Linked DNA regions of Sus scrofa: region 1 is linked to region 2. Evidence: chromatin contacts called from public HiChIP or PLAC-seq data. All regions are on one chromosome and are shown on one strand. Each heading gives the region's core, a stretch centred on a gene start, on an enhancer-like site or on the middle of the called end of the contact. The rest is flanking DNA. Distances are from core to core; before and after follow the strand shown.

Evidence for each region. HiChIP or PLAC-seq counts read pairs in DNA pulled down with a chosen protein or histone mark.
Region 1: a contact with region 2 is called in an H3K27ac HiChIP or PLAC-seq map of alveolar macrophages. The contact joins the promoter of PIK3CB here to the promoter of CEP70 in region 2. A contact is called at or near these places in 2 of 2 datasets of contacts at active chromatin or transcription factors (alveolar macrophages and skeletal muscle).

The regions. Positions count from the first base shown.
Region 1 is chr13:79,609,125-79,612,207 of Sscrofa11.1, forward strand. It overlaps PIK3CB (phosphatidylinositol 4,5-bisphosphate 3-kinase catalytic subunit beta isoform), which reads right to left and starts at 1,716. Exons shown (of 25, transcript XM_021069526.1): 1 at 1,427-1,716.
Region 2 is chr13:79,385,496-79,388,468 of Sscrofa11.1, forward strand. CEP70 (centrosomal protein of 70 kDa) reads right to left here and starts at 1,445. Exons shown (of 19, transcript XM_013982061.2): 1 at 1,289-1,445.

The sequences.
Region 1 (3,083 bases), core at 466-2,965, 220 kb after region 2:
AGACCCCTAGCCTGGGAACCTCCATATGCCTCAGGTGTGGCCCCAAAGGACAAAAAAATAAATAAATAAAAAATTAAGAGTTTTACTTTATTCCACACTTGCCTTCTGAAACTAGGTTAAGATCTTTATCATGACCACCCTCTCCTATGCCGCATTATCATGACTTAAACAGTTCTGCTTTTACCATAAAACTCTTACAGCGTAGCCAAAAATCCCCAAATGATTAATGAACTGCTGAGAATTCTGACTCGTTAGAGATGATTTTATTAGGAATCATATTTCCAAACATCCATTCAGTGCTTCAAAATAAGTACTCATCTAATTTAATTATGATGACTTCACCAGACAGTAATACTGCCCACAATCATGTTTACAAAAGCACTTGTCACTCCCTTCAGATGTAGCAATGCAGAAAAAGGAGTCTGTTTCCATATTCTGTTTATACTCTGTAACAAGTGACAGAGCTTAAGTGTCACTTAAGATTATTTAAACAAAGTACTTCAAGTTGAATGTGACCCACCATCTTTCATCGAAGCGAATCCTAAAATCGTTGGGTTTTATTTCAACAGTAATTTCCACTCAGTACCTGAGACAGGTATTCCAAGGCAGCCTTAGCAAGAAAAGAGACTCCAGGATGAGACTGTAGGATTCTGTTTTAGCTCTAAGATAACAGGCTCCAATTAAAGTAACTTCAGTGGAGGTTACTGCAACATCAAGGCACGTCGGAAATAAATGTGCCCCCAAAGGTACACCCGCACCCGCAGCCAGGAATCAGCAATAGCCAACCAAGGAAGATGCTGCAGCAGAGTTTCTCCTAACAGCCTACCACTGACCAAGCACTTGCTGTTTGGTCATGCACATCATCCTGTCCTAGCTTCACAACAACCCTGTGAAGTACGCATAATTATTCCCATATACAAACCCGGATACTTTAGTCCAAGGCCCCAGGGCTGGTCAGTGGCGGCGCTGGGATTTGAAAATACGACTATACCCCCAGCATTCCAGGATGCCCGCCCCTAAAATACACTCAACGCAAAAAGGCACCTGAGGGTCGGGAGCTCGCGGGTGTCCGCACGGACGCAGGGGGCGAGGACGCCGCCTCTCCCCGAGAAGTCCCTCAGAAACCGGACCCAAAGTGCCGGCAGCCCGGGACACCCGGCCGCGTCTATGCCGCCCGGAGGCCGGGAAGCGCCGCACCTCGGAGAACCCCGGGAGGGCCGCAGGCGAGCGAGGCGCCCCAGCGGGCTGGAGGGCCGGTGTCCTCCGCGCGGACAGGAAGCGCGGCGCTGGCACCAGAGTCACGGGCGCCGCAGGCTGCGGCGGGCAAGAGCGCGCCGCCGGGCCGCGCGGGGGCACCTCGGCGGCCCGCCTCGACCGCGCCGCCCCTCAGCCCCGCCGCATCCGGGTCCCGCGTCGTCGCACTCACCTGCCCGGGGCTCCGCCGCCGCCGCCGGTTCCCGGCTCCGGGTGCGCGGTCAGCAGCCCAGGCCACCGCGACCGTCCAGCTGCAGCACCCCCATCCCCGTCTCAGTCCCCGCCCGCCTGACTCGCGCAGCGCTACACTAGCCCGCCGCCCACTGCCATGGCCCGCTCCGCCGCCTTCGCCGCCGCTGAACCACCGATTCACGGAGCACGCGCGCGCCGCCGCCGTGCTGCGCCCGCGCCCGCGCGCCCGCGCCCGCCTCCCAGGCCCGCCTCCCAGGCCCGCCTACCGGCAGCCCCCGCCCCGCCCCGCGCGCCGCTCTGGCCAATCCCCGATCTGCGGGCCGGGCTGGGCCGGGCTAGGTCGTGCCGGGCCGGGCCAGTAGAGCGGGTAGATGGGCGGAACCGCCGCTCAGCCCTCTCCAGCTACCTCCCAGCATCGGCGCTGCTGTGCAGCAGTTCCGCTCCTGCTTGCGGCTCCCGGAGGACTCGGGATCGGGAATCCCCAGCAAGTTGCCTTTAAAGAGAGAGCTACCACCTGCCCTGGGCCTTCGTAGCCGCCTCCGAGAGACCCTTCTCTTCCTAGATTTCCTTGCTGGCCTTCTCTTCCCAGTCACTTTCCCCAGTTCTGCGACTGGACCGTTCTTTCGGTTCTTGGGCACTGTACTTTGCTTTTCCCTCCTCCTTTTCGTCACTTCTGTTCTGTGGGTGGGGTCGTTAGGTGGGATGCCCCACAACTGGACCTTCAATCCCTGCACTGGTCATAAAAGCAAAAATCCAGACTTCCAAGCCCAAGATTATTTTTCTGTGTGTTCATTTTTGCGATAACAACATTTGGATGCAGTCTTACAGTTTACCCGAGCCTTGTTCGCATATCTTATCTCCTGTTATCTTTGACCTCAACCGGGGAAGTTTCACAGTCCTCTTTTGTTGGCACACTTGAATTTCATTATTGAAAACAAAAATTTTTGCTGTACAGCAGAAATTGACAGAACAATGTAAATCACATATGACAGAAAAAATAAAAACCTAAAAAAATAAAATACGGTAAAATAAGAATTTTAACTTATGGTAAAATTGTTGTAACTTACTGCTACTGTAATAGCTCAGGCAAATTAGTTTAATAGTCTGGGATGGAATCTCAAGTGCACCTAATATAAAGCAAAGGTAGCAAAAAAGTTGGTGACAAAAGAATAGTTTATATGATCAATGATCCTGCTGTAATTGGTTATTCGTAATAATTCAAATATAGAATGATACCATATTCAAAAATATGTTCCAGAAGAGTTAAAGACATAAAAATAGACAAGACAAAGACTTCAAGTAAAATTTTTAAAGAGTGGTAATATAATATTAGTGAGGGGAAACTTAAAGCAAGACAGAAAGCCCAGAATCATCAAAGAGGAAAAAAAAAATTCTACCTAAATATTTTACATGATATCACACGCTAACAAGACAAAAAAAAAAAAAAAAAAAAAAAAAGAATAAAACTGCACAAAACATATGACAGACACACTGTATCTTTAACATAAAGGAGTCTCTATAAATGGACTTTTAAAAAAGCCAAATAGCCCAGTGTTTTTTAAAAATGGGCAAAGTATACAAGCAGATAATGGATGGAAGAGAAAATCCAAATCGTTCATTAAAAAACACTTATTTCA
Region 2 (2,973 bases), core at 195-2,694:
CCACAGAAAACCAAGCACAGAGAAGCCAAACATAGTTCTGTTTGCACTGTCTAGGTTTCCCAAGAGCCCTTTGGTAACTTACCCCTTATAGGTTTGGAGCCCCTGGCTCATGCCCCATACATTAAAATGTAGTTGCTTTTCACTACTTTTTTGGGGACAAGCTGGGAATAAAGCATGGCTGGTAGCTGTTCTTTTTTGAGTCACCTCAAAACCTGTAATTAGCTTTCTCAAAAGCACATATTTCACTTTACTGCAATAAATGGAATGTGCAATGCTTTCAAAGTCTCTATTGTCTGTTAAATGCAAAAGCGCCATCCCAAAAATATACCAATACACTGTTTAACGTTCCTAAGAAGCGAATCTAAGGAAACAGAATTAGGATCGGATCTTACCTCGATTAAATCATCCTGCCCCAGGAGAGGTTACATAAAAGGTTAGAATAGGCCACTAAGCAGAAGCTGCGGGCAAAACCCTAGCCAGCCAGCCACCTTTTTCCCAAGGTGAGGTGGGGAAGGCCCGGGTCTACTTGACAATACCAAAAGTAAAAACAAAACAAAACCTCATGCAGAAGAAGATTGAGGCCAAAAGAGGTAATGCCCGCACAGTCTTTACCATTATTATGTATAGAAAATAAAGTGGTACAGAAACCCTTCTACATTTCAACATTTCCATCTCACTGATTTTCTTAATAAAATCATATTAGATTCCACATAAAGAGACTCTCCAACTCTGCAAAGATTACTTAAACCAGAGAAGGGATTACTCACCTACCCCTTTGTGTATCCCCCACCTTCTGCTACGAGCCTTCACTCGCCAAGTTACCTTCCCAGGCACCTAGATTCTGAAACGTGGGGCGAGACCCCCCGGCCAGCGCATGGGGACGGAGTAACTACCAACAACTATCCAGAATCCAGGCTGCGCCAGGTATCCGTCCAAGCTTCACACTCACTACCTCAATTAACCTTCTCAACCACCTTGTAAGGAAAGATTTACCAGCTGTCGTCTACAACTGAAGAAACTGATGCGCTGAGATGTTAAATGAGGAGCCAAAGATCACAAGGGGCGAGGAGCCAGGACTAGGACCAGGTCGATCAGGTTCCCCCCACCCGCCCCCAAACTCCTTATCCAGGGATTTTTAACTGGCGCCAACCCGTCCCAGGCAGCTCCTCTCTGGGGACCCCAGTAAGGGTCAGTATGACCACTCGCATTGCGCAGACGAGACCATTTCCGGTGGAAGCTCAAGCAGGGGCTCCAGGCAAAGCCTCTGTGAACCCCGAAGGCCGCTTACCTTCCTCAGCTGCCGCCTCTCTACAGCAGCTCGCCCAGCCCGGCCGGCTCAGCCGCCTCCCGCCCCGCCTCTACGACCGTTACTCCACCGTGGGAGGCCAGCCAATCGAGCCCGAGCTCATCGACGAGCCCGATTCTGCTCCGGCTCTGAAAGCCCTAGCGACTTTCTCAGACCGCCCAGGAAGGCTGGGATTGCTCCGTGCCCTCTGGTTGGCTCTGCTGCTGGGGGCGGGGCTTACCATTAAAGTGAGCGATAGTTTGCTGTTGCGGCTTTGCCGTCTGTGCTCCACAGCTGCTGGACCCCTTCTCCTCGCAACTGCTGTTCGCTTACCTGGGTCCTCATTTGCCAGGAAAACTTCAGAAATCCACATTTGAGGCGGTCGGCGCGCGAGCGCGTGCGTACACACACACACACACACACACACACACACACACACACACACACGGAAATAAGTATGTCTTGAGGACATTTTACCTTCCCATTCAGCATTTGCCAAATTTCCGCCAAATGTCAGGCCATAAATCGCGTTCCAGAAATGCAAAAGTGGCTGACTGGGGATATTCAGAGGCTAGTTAGGGAGCTAGATATACACCCTGAAAAGAAGGTGCAATGTGATAAGACATGATCAGGAAAGGTATGCAGGGCACGGAAGGGAAAGAAAGATTATTTACATCCGTCGCTAAAGTCTTCACCCCAGCTGTATATTAGAATCACCTGAGGAGCTTCGAAAATGATGCTCAAGCCCAAAACAAATTAAATCAGAATCTGCAGGGCGGAACCCCAGCTTCAATAGGTGATTTCCAAGGCAGAAAACTACAAACCTAGAAATATGCATAAGAATGATTTGGAATTATTTCCCCAGTAATACAGATAGGAGAAGGTATTTGGAGAAACCTCATGTGCAAATTAATAACTCCAAACCACTTTATTACAATGCCTAGCTCACAAGTGCTCAGTAAATCTCACTTTTTTTTTTTTCTGTAATTAAACCTGAGCTCCTTGGTACAGGTCATATCTGCCCTCCCCAAAAGCCTAGCTCCCAAAACATTGGCAAATATAATGGGCTTCTTAAGGAAGCTAAGGAGTGTGTTGCATATTGGAGAATAAGAGGAAGGTCTTAGCAAATGTGCTGAAGAGCTGGGACTTTATCTTGGAGATGATGGGGAAACATAGATCAATTTTCAAATGGAATATAAAATGGAAAGGGTTTAATTTGGGTATCTTCAAACACAGCTTTCATGCATAATTTGTTTTATATATATGTAAAAACTATATATGTGTTATATAGTAAACCAGTAAAAACTATTTACAAAACTGGGTTTAAAAAAAAAAGTCTCCACAGTGCACAAATATGATCACTGATCTTTTTTCCCACAAAAAGAAATCAACTAAATCCTCTATTTATCACTTTAATAAATTCATCATCTACAAATAGGGCCCCTGCCCAAAATTTTCAAAAATTCATAGCTGGTTAAGTGACCCAAAAATTCTCAGGGGAAAATCCAGCTGCCACATACCTAAGGCGAAGGTCTGGCGGCCATTGTCATTGCATCTTATAGCCACACGGTGTCGCTGTTGACAACCCGTAGTTTCCAAATAGTCAAAAGATGAAGGTCTACAGCATAGCAGGTGGCACAATGGTCTACAGGGATCTCACACAAAAGGCATTAGCTAAGGTGTCTCTT